2 separate regions of the Macaca mulatta genome follow, and region 1 is linked to region 2. The links are chromatin contacts, called in public Hi-C maps. All regions are on one chromosome and are shown on one strand. Each heading gives the region's core, a stretch centred on a gene start, on an enhancer-like site or on the middle of the called end of the contact. The rest is flanking DNA. Distances are from core to core; before and after follow the strand shown.

The links. A called contact is a pair of places that touch in the nucleus more often than the background predicts.
Region 1: a Hi-C map of sperm shows a contact between it and region 2, with 3 times the contacts expected there. The contact joins the promoter of HOXA2 here to the promoter of HOXA5 in region 2. A contact is called at or near these places in 2 of 14 Hi-C or Micro-C datasets (liver and sperm).

Annotation. Positions count from the first base shown.
Region 1 is chr3:101,241,216-101,246,099 of T2T-MMU8v2.0, reverse strand. It overlaps HOXA2 (homeobox A2), which reads right to left and starts at 1,420. Exons shown (of 2, transcript XM_077998009.1): 1 at 1-1,420. LOC144340152 (a long non-coding RNA gene) reads left to right here and starts at 435. Exons shown (of 2, transcript XR_013415900.1): 1 at 435-556; 2 at 2,127-4,779. It overlaps HOXA3 (homeobox A3), which reads right to left. Exons shown (of 7, transcript XM_077998008.1): 7 at 3,763-4,884. The coding sequence ends at 4,671.
Region 2 is chr3:101,200,403-101,205,079 of T2T-MMU8v2.0, reverse strand. HOXA5 (homeobox A5) reads right to left here and starts at 1,623. Exons shown (of 2, transcript XM_015133832.3): 1 at 1-1,623. All of the region lies in intron 1 of HOXA3 (homeobox A3), which reads right to left. It overlaps HOXA6 (homeobox A6), which reads right to left. Exons shown (of 3, transcript XM_028845936.2): 2 at 2,975-3,089; 3 at 1-1,623. The coding sequence ends at 1,364. All of the region lies in intron 1 of LOC144340151 (a long non-coding RNA gene), which reads left to right.

The DNA of each region.
Region 1 (4,884 bases), core at 171-2,670, 41 kb before region 2:
AGAGATGGAGAAAGAGAAGACAGAAAAGAGAGAAGAAAAGAAAGATTTTGGTTGGGAGGGGGTCCTCCTTTTCGTTCCCTTTTCCTCCTTCACTTTTCCTGAAACCAGTTCCTGGATCTCAAAACTGATCTCTCTCGGTCTGTTTTGCTTCCTGCCTGTCTTTTTCCCTCTTTTTCCTCTTCTCCCCCTTTCTCCCTCCCTCTCTCTTATGTCCGCCTCCCCTTCTTCCCGCAGCCTCTCGCCCCCCTCCCAGTGTCCAGCCCAGAGTCTGTGCCCTCGGCCCATTGTTAGCAGGCTATTCCACGGCAGCTTTGCATCTGGCTCCGGCGGGAAGCGGAAAACGGGAGGCGGCTCTCAAAGCTTCCCGACCTTCCTGCGCCATCAACTTCTCAGGAGTGGCTGGAGAAAGATGCATGTGCCAAGCGAGACAACAACCCCAGGTCCATGTGTCCAAATCCCCGTAGCCAGGGCGGCGGCCAGCCAAAGAAATGCCGCCCCGAGCAGGCGCGTGCGGCTCCTGGCATTCTGGGTTTCATACCCATAGGGCTCGGGTGCGGTGAGTATTTCCGATTTCCAGAAAGTCTGTTGGAAGTTACCAGCAAGGAAAGAGAAGATGCTTGTTCCTCTCTCTCCCTCCCTGTCTCTTTTTTTCTACCCTTCTTCTTGTCCTTGGCGCTCTGGCTGGGGGCTGGTTGGTTTAGATACAGCGAGTGCTCCCTGGCAGCCTGAACTGCCTCCCACACCTTCCTGATCCTTGGGCACCGGGGATGTTTGCTTCCGGGTTCTGTTGTGGGAAACAGCACTGCGGGGGAGAGGAGGCGACCCAAGGAGGAATTATAAAGATTCTCGTTCTCCTTCATTCTCTTTTTCCAATTCGGAGACTTGAGACTGAGCGCATCTTGGACGGTGCTAGAGGGTTCAAAAGATAACACCTTTAGGTACCAAAAAATAATTTTTTAAAAATCCACCAAGCCAGAAAGAGGTAAGGAGGCTGAGAGGTAGATCTGGAGGTACCTCTTTTCCCCCCCAAACCCTGAGGATGGTGATTCGCTTTTGCTTCCTTTGAAATAGACGAAGTGATCAGAGTCCCCCAGGCCGGCAGGCATCAATGGCAGGAAAATAAATCATTCTGATGGCCAGGGAGAGAGAGGTTGGAGGGGGAGAAAAATCTACGTAGAAAACAAGAAAGGCCAACCAAGGAGCAAAGGCAGGACCCCATCTCTGAGGCCGGCATCAAAGAGGGTTTGGGGTGGAAATCAGATATAAGTGGCCTATATCATTGACCACTGAGCACTGCCTTGCAGATGGAGATGCTATTTCGGAAAATGTGAGGTTTTTTAGTTTTCTTGCTTTTATTCCAAACAAAGCTCCGAAGGAAGTCTGGGCGCGATCAATCTTGCTCACCAAAAGCCTTGACAGCTTCTAGCCCTTAAGAACACATTTCAGCTTCCAGCTCCTTCCAAGATAAAATGTGACCAAGCAAAGAGGAGAGCAGGAAATGCAAGTAAATAAGGAAAACTAGCCTTTAAAAATATATATTTTGGCAGTGAAAAGGATTAGGGCTCCTTTTAGGAAGGGTGCTTTGCGGACTCTGGGATGGCGGCTTTTGGCATTTGTTTTTACCAGAAAATAGTATAGGCTTAAGGGAAGGGGGGTGCAGAGAGGGAGCAGCGCTGCCCCCATATCTCTGAGGCTTTGTCAGGGGCTGCGTGGGTGAGAGCTTTCTGCCGCCTCAGCCGCCTTAATTCAAATACCATCTGGAAGAAAACCCTTTTCTTTGACCACTCAACACTGAAATCTTCCCCAAGTCTATTACTTTAACTCATGGGATATTTTAATAAGGATTTCTTTTTAATATCTAGGAAACTGGGGGGTGAAGTCAATACTTTTTTCTTTGAAAGCCAAAATGAATGTCTTGACTGGTAAGATATGGGAAATCACATTAGAATCTTATTTTAAAATCTTAGCCCTGGGGGAAGGAGGAAGCCTCCAAACCATCCCTCCCTCAGCTAAAGAGTAGATTTCAGAAGTGGGTTCAAATAGTGATATTCCTGAAAGATCTTCATCCTTAGATGAAGATCTTTATTTTTCTAGGTAATTTTACTAGCTGTTCCTTATTTTTCCAGGTAATTTTACACGTGTCTCTAAACTGATTACTTAAAAGAAGACTCCTGTATCTGCTCAGCGTGACCAAAAGGTGGAAGCCCTAGTCCTCACAAAGCCTGGTTTTGCAGCCTCTGCATTTCTGAGGTGCGCCATATTTTGGCACAGAGGTTGAGGTGCGGAGAGCAAATCTATTTCTCCCATAGCCCAAACTCTTTAAAAAGGATATATATAATATTTTATATATATATATATATATATATATATATATATTTCAACAGCCTTAGGACAGATATGGGGAAAGCACCTCTGGGTGTGAGAGGAACACTGAGCTCTCCGCAGCAGCCTGGCTTGGCATCCTCCGAGCCTTTTCCTTAAACTGAGGAGTTTCTCTAAAAGCAGCTCGTTGGTACCCAGCAGTACCCAGAAATGGCTCCAGTGCCTGCTTCTAAGAATAATCTGAGGGAGCTTCACAGGGGGAAGATAACGGCCATGATGATGGATATTTTGGATTGCAAACAAAATGGCGACATTTTCCTCTTCTGCCTCTGAAAGATACAATCCAGGGAGAATAGGGATTTATTTCTCACATCCGATGCTCTTGATCCCCAGACGAAAGCGGTTCCTCACTTCCAGCTCTGAAGCGGGTGATGATGGGATGCAGGTCTGAGGTTTGCATTTTCTGAATTTGGTTCCTTTCTCGAGGAATCCTTAAATCTGAAGATGAAAATATTTCCCTTTACTGTGCCTTCTTTTGCCTCTACCAGCCAGTCAGTAAGCAGCCCTATCTTAAATCCAGGAGTGGAAATGTAATATTTAGCTCCTGTAACATCAAATCAAAAAAGTACTTATAAAATTGCATTTTTATTACAAAGATACGGATCTCCTTGCTCTCTCCCCCTCCCCCTGGGGCCATAAAAAGAAAGCTGGGAGGGATGGAGAGGAAATAAATTCAGAGAATGCCAAATACTACATTCAGAAGGAAGCTGATGCTGGGATTCAGGCAGTCCAGGGAAGGACTGGCTCAGGTGACTCTCCCCAGCTCGGTCCTCCGTTTGCTGGAGACCCGGGTGAGCCTCAGTCCCTTTCAAACTGTTTTGCTCCGCGTGCAGATTTTAGGAACCATTCTTTCCTTCTGACACTGTAATAGACTGCAAAGCATCCCAGAGGAGACCAGGAGTCCGATTGCTCCCGGAAAGTGCTCGGCATCCTCTGCGCGGCTGGCTAATCCCGAGGTTTAGACGTTAGTTGGTCCGATTTGACCCGAGCAAGAGCGTGGAGCAGAAGACCGCCCTGCGTTATCCCCCGGCTCGGCCGCGGGGCACCTGTGCGCTCCCGCTGCGCCTTGGGCCGGGCTGCCTTTGTTTCTTTAGAGCACAGCACTCGGCAGCCCCTGCGCCCTCGGCCTACCTCCGCAGCAGCTGGGAACCGGGCAGCCCAGCGGGCCGGCCGCACGGCGTTACCAGAGCTGCCGCAGCCGCCTGGAGCCCCAGCCGCCATCCTGAGAATTCGCCGAGCTTCCAGGCGAATAGCCTGGCCAGGCCCCATGCTGGAGCCGAAGGGCTGCTGAGCCCGGCCTGCTCTGCCGGCTCGCCTCGGCCTGAATTCCACGCAGACCCACGTCTTCGGCCAAGGAACCCCTTCTTAACACGTATATTATTCAGAATAAAAACTTTATTTCTTTTTGTTTCTCAGAATGTGAGCAGCAAGGAATGTAGAATTCTCAAAACAAATCTAGTATTTTTCGCGTTTACAGATTTTTTTTTTTCAGTTTTGCCGGATGTTACAAACCTAAATCACTGTTTTCAAAAGCTGGATCTTCTCTGGTTTTATTGCATCATTACCGTTTAAAGGAATTATACTTCCCTTTGAAATAAAAAAAAAAATTCTAAGTACGCCAATACACAATTGAACAAAAGGCCCAAGAACCCTCTGAACCATCAGGGTACAGAATTTCTTTAATATAAATACGAACGGATGGGGATAAATAATATTTAAAACTTAGATTATTCAATGCTTGCAAAAAAATATAAATAAATCTGACTGTTCACCAGCATACACACACGGAAAGACGTACACTTAGTCATCCTTGCACAGGGAGCCCCTGTTTCAAAGCGCCTTTGATTTTTTTTTTCTCATTCTTTATAAGAAGTGCAATTAAAAAAATTAAAATTAAAAAAAGTAATCGCTTCCCCTCGGGAGCCATAATGTACGAACAAATTCACATTGAAAACTCGACTAGAAAATTTGTTCATATACCCTGTTTCTGATCAAAGAGTGGAGAAGGTAAAGGGTGCAGGGCCAGTGGCCTATCGAGGAGCACGAAGAGATAAATATCGCTACTGATACAGCCATTCCAGCAACCAAGATTGCTACGTCACATAAACTATAAAAACGCCTTCCCAACGAGGGGGGAAACCGGGAAAGGAGTGCGGGGGCGGAGAAGAGAGAAAAGGAAGGAAGGAAGGAAAGGGCAGGAAGAACCTAAAAAAAAAAAAAAAAAAAAGCAACCAAAGAAAAAAGGTGGGTGGGGGGAGACTCTCCTGGCGCATAGCACCAGCCCACCATCACAGGTGGGTGAGCTTGGGTGCTTCCTGAATTCTTCCCTGAGAAGGATGGTGGGCAGTAAGGTCCGTGTAGGTGGGGTGCGGCTCCCCAGGCCCGGGCCCGTGGTGGTGGCCGCTGCCCAGCGGCCCGGCGCCCCCATAGTCCATGGCGCCCGAGGCAGCGTGGGGGAGGTGAGTTAGACCAAAGAGGGCTGGCCCAGAGTTGCTCATGGGC
Region 2 (4,677 bases), core at 374-2,873:
AAATAAATCCTGCCCGCAGCAGCAGCAGCTACAATTACGGCTCTGTTTTTGCGAGCGCATGAGGGACAGTGTCCCTGCCGCTCTTAAATGACAGGCGTCTATTAAAGATAGCTTTTGTGTAGTGTTTCTGCAAGGCGAGGTCAAATTCCATACACTTTTATAACCGTAGTCGATTTTTCTTTCGTGTGAATATGGTTTTCGTGTCATTAGTTTGCTATTTGATTTGCTTACGTATCCAGCCTGGAAAATCTTCATCACAGGGTCCGGTTCCTCGAGCCAGCCGGACCCCCAGTTGGAGGGTTCTCCTTGAACCCAGCGAGTGGGCCCAGGCTCCCTGCAGCCACAGAGGCTGCTTGGGGTCTGGGGATCCGTGGGGCCGGTTACTGGGGTCTTGCTTAGACCTCCAGGAGTAAAATGAGGGCGATAATGGAAGCATATCGTGGCAGTGCGTAGTATCTCTGTAGTTAATTTCCACGGCTCCGAAAGACTCAAGTAAATCACAAATATAGCTGAGAGGCAAGTGGAGTCTCCCCGCTGGAGGCCCCGCGTTGCAGGCGCCCCTGGCACGTCTGGAAGCCAGGACTCTGGCGGCTTCCATGGCCCTGGGCCCCTCGTTGGGTCCTGAACGCTGCTGTGGCGGCGACGCGGGCGCTATCGGAGGCAGGGAGCGGGAATCCGGAGCCGGGGGCCTGAGGGATCCCAGGGGCTCCCCGGGCTGTAATGTTCCACCCGCGCCCAGGTTAGGTTGCCTCGGCTGAGGCTGCTTCTTTTCCACTGACGGTTGCACACGCGGGACCGAGAGACTGGGCTCTGTTGGGGCCCCCTTTGTTCCTTGAGCTTCCTGTTCTGGGAGGCCGCTTGGGAGGCCGCGACAAGGCCGGGCTCCAGCACTTAGAACCCCTCTTTCAACTGGTCAGAGATAATTTGATGATGCCCTTCGGGACCTACTGGCGAGGGACCTAGGCACAGACTCCCAGACGCGAAACGGGGCTCGGCCCAGGGCTCTTTCCTCCCTAGCAGCTCGGCGTTCCGAGGTCGGGGAGCTCAGAGGCACTAGCACAGCAGCCCCGGACGCTTTCAGGGCGCACCCCAGAACTCGGGAGCCGGTTTGGGCAGCCTTGTGGAGCGGGACTGGGTGTGTGCAATGCGCCCCGCTCCACCGCTGGTATTGGCTGTGTGTGAGGTTTTGTTTTGTTTTGTTTTTTAAGAAATAAATGCACAGACGCTTGCAAAGCTCCCGGCTCCCCTGAAGTTGCGGAAGCCCCCGATGGGAGCAGGCGGGGAGAAAAGTTGGGGAGCAGGCGAGGGCAAGGGGGCAAAGCCGAAGGAGGTTGCAGCGCTGGCCTGGTCCCTGCCCAGGCGTCTACTCGTCCGCCTTTGCCTCTGAGTCCTCCCCGCTGGGCTGCGTGGAATTGATGAGCTTGTTTTCCTTTTTCCACTTCATGCGGCGGTTCTGGAACCAGATCTTGATCTGGCGCTCAGTGAGGCAGAGCGCGTTGGCGATCTCGATGCGGCGGCGCCGTGTCAGGTAGCGGTTGAAGTGGAACTCCTTCTCCAGCTCCAGTGTCTGGTAGCGCGTGTAGGTCTGGCGGCCTCGGCGCCCATGGCTCCCGTACACAGCACCTGCGAGCAGAAACAGCCGGGCGCCGGTAAGCCAGGACCTGGATGGTTGACCCAGTCAGCCCAGTGCCTCCCACAAGGGGCATACGAACTGAAAACCACCCCGCCTCCACTCCAGCCTCTCCCACTATGTCTGGGGCCCAAAGCATACTGAATGGGAGATTATTTCATACCAAGCGAGATGTTTTCCACCTATAACGACTTGGGGTGGACATTATTGTTTTTGAAAAATCTGCCTCATAGGAAAATCATTACAATCAAAATAACAGAATGGGCATTCTTAATTTGGGACGGCCAGGTCGTGTTTTTGTGGGGATGCAGGGTGTGTGTGTGGGGCGGGGGGGAGGTGTGGAACCATGTAAGTAGTGTACACACTCTGAATTCATAGTGGTCTCTCTGAGGATGCTACTGTGACCAGCCATGTCAGAACTCAACACATTTTTTGAAGAGTTAAAAATGGTCAGCCCTCTTGAATCTTTACACATTCTCCCATATTATATGACCCTTCTGAGAAACGCAGAACTCACCCAAGGATAAAGTGGATTTTAACGCAAAACATTATAATTTTAACAATCCGCATTAGGCTCTGTCCTAGGGAATTCCTAGGAGTCTTTGGGATTCCCTGTGGAGTCTTTGGAAACCAGAGGCTAAGAGATGGAGCTATAGTTAGTCTAGGATTTCTAGCAATGTAGGATTGTGTTGGGCTGTCTGATCTGTGCCAAAGATCCCCAAGGGTGGTGGGGATCCCTCCAAGACAGGTGTATGAACTCAGGCATGGGCTCAGAAGAAGGCAGAAGTTGGCTAAGAGTGAGCAGTTGAGTGGAAGGGGGAGGAGGTGAGGGAAGAGAGAGAAAAAAAAATCCTGAGTCTGGGGCTGTGGCCCTCCAAGGCTTTGGGGAGACACTAGAAGAGGCCAAATGGCCACCTCTCTCTGTACGGGTTTCTGAAGGGCAGAAAGGAGAGGGGGTTGGGAAGCAAAGGGTATTTATCAGTGACCAGTGCAAAAGGCCCACTGGCTTGGGAAGCTGAGCAGGGTACCCAGGGTGCATGGGTCCCCACCAGCCTCTCTCTCTCTCTTCAGGCTGTCCCTGTCACAGGTCTCATATACGTCTCAGTGCCCCCATCCTCCCCTAAAGTGTCACCTTACATGGACACTGGGGCCCTGCCCTTCCTCTGCCATGGCCTGATTGCCCCATTGGGAACTGATTTTTTCTTCTCTTTTAAAAAGTCAAAGAAACTTTGCTAGTTCTTTCCTCCTTTCTCTCTATTCCTCTTTCTACTCGGTTTCCTCCTTCTTTCTTTCTTTTCCTGCCTCCTTTCCCCTCTCCCTCCACTGTCTTGGGATATGCCTTACCCGCGCAGGAGTTCATCCGCTGCATCCAAGGGTAAACGGGACTCGAGTACTTCCGGTCGGCGCCTTCGTCATGGAGTGCTTTGCCCTGCCCGCTGCTGCTGTCGGGTTTGTACTGCTGCTCGGGAGAAAAGTGCAGGTAGTCCCCGGGGCCCCTCTGCTTGCCACTGCCCGAGGGCGAGGCGCCACTGAGGTCCTTATCAGAATAGAAACACGAGGCCCCGTACTCGTAGGACGCCCGGTTGCAGGCCAGGACAGAGTTGGACTGTTGGTAGAAACAAGGTGAGGTGTACGTCTTGTCCGGGAGACTCGACGCCCCGTACGAGGCCGGGAAGGGCCTCAGCGCGTCATAGCCGGCCTGGTAGAGGGGCAGCTGGCCCAAGAAGGAGTCCTGGCCGCTGGGCAGGCTCCCGGGGAAAGTGGGATTCACAAAATAGGAACTCATTTGCGCGCCCCTCTGCAGGACTGTGATTTGTTGTGTATTAGTACATCTGGCTATAACTATTAGTAGTCATCGAACTGGTTTGTTTCTGGATGGCCGAACGCCAAAAGCGACAGCAGCAAATCGCACCAGCTGACGCCGCGGCGGCCAATGGGAGCGAGCGCCGGAGCCCGCTCCCCAGGGACCGCGGCGACCGAGGCAGCAAAGTTACAAACAGCCCACAGCTCGCCCGCCCGCCGCCCGCCCGGCAGATTAATGGGCACGCACAGCCAGCCGGCCCGGCTCTCTTCCCGAACGCCAGCGGCGGGCACTGCCCATTCAGGGGCGAGCCGATCAGGCCAGAGTAGGGACACTAACGCTCGGGCCGCCGCAAAGGCCCCGCCAGGCCCCCTCCTTCCTCCTCCCCTTTTTGCTTTATTGAATTTTGCGGGTTCCCCACCCCTCCTCCTCCAAACAGGAAACCTGAAGGTCCTGCGCCAGGAGGGGCGGTGACAAAGGTGGCTTTGCTCCCTGCCGGCCTGTACTCCAGGCATGGCTCCGAGTTGCCCCTCCCCTAGCGCTCCCCTATTAGTGGGTGCGAGTTCTTGAGCTGGAGCAAGGGCCATGAGAAACCAGGCCTTCACTCTATGCTCTTCACTCGTGCGCCTTAGCAATCGGTGAACTCCCTTATTCTCTCCTTCTCCACTCGCACCAGGGGCCTGGGCCTTGCAGCCCAGAGCTGAAGGATCACCTCGAGCTGACCAGGACTCAGCCAAACGTAGGTTCTTCCCACCCATTCCCTCCTCCCACATACACATCCTGTTTGAGTCCCAAGGGGCTCAATGGCCCGCGCCTGCCTGGTCTTAAAGCACCCCTTCCAGCTGGGCGTCCCCATCCCACCTTTGAACCCAGGGAATTAAGAGGCCAGAAACCACTGGTTTTAACAAGAAAGGACCGACAGAGCAGCGGCCGTGAGACTGGGCTCCTAAGCCAGCCGAGGGACCTGCTCCCCTGCCCAGCGCCTGGGGACTCGGCATCTGCTGCGAGAACCGCTCAGAGCTGAGGCAGATAAAAGTCCAGATGTGGAATCTTTCTGTCCACATTCCAGAGGCACAGAAGACGCAGGGGCCCTGGCCAAGCTGGGCACAGAGGGCAGCTCTGCGGGGCCCAAGGCCGCGGGATAATTGATGGGCTCGGTTTCCGGGGCGCCCGACAACCGGCACTGTCCTGGGGCCGCCCTCTTTACTGCCCTTCCTGGGATCGCACGGAGGGCTGCCGCCCCTCA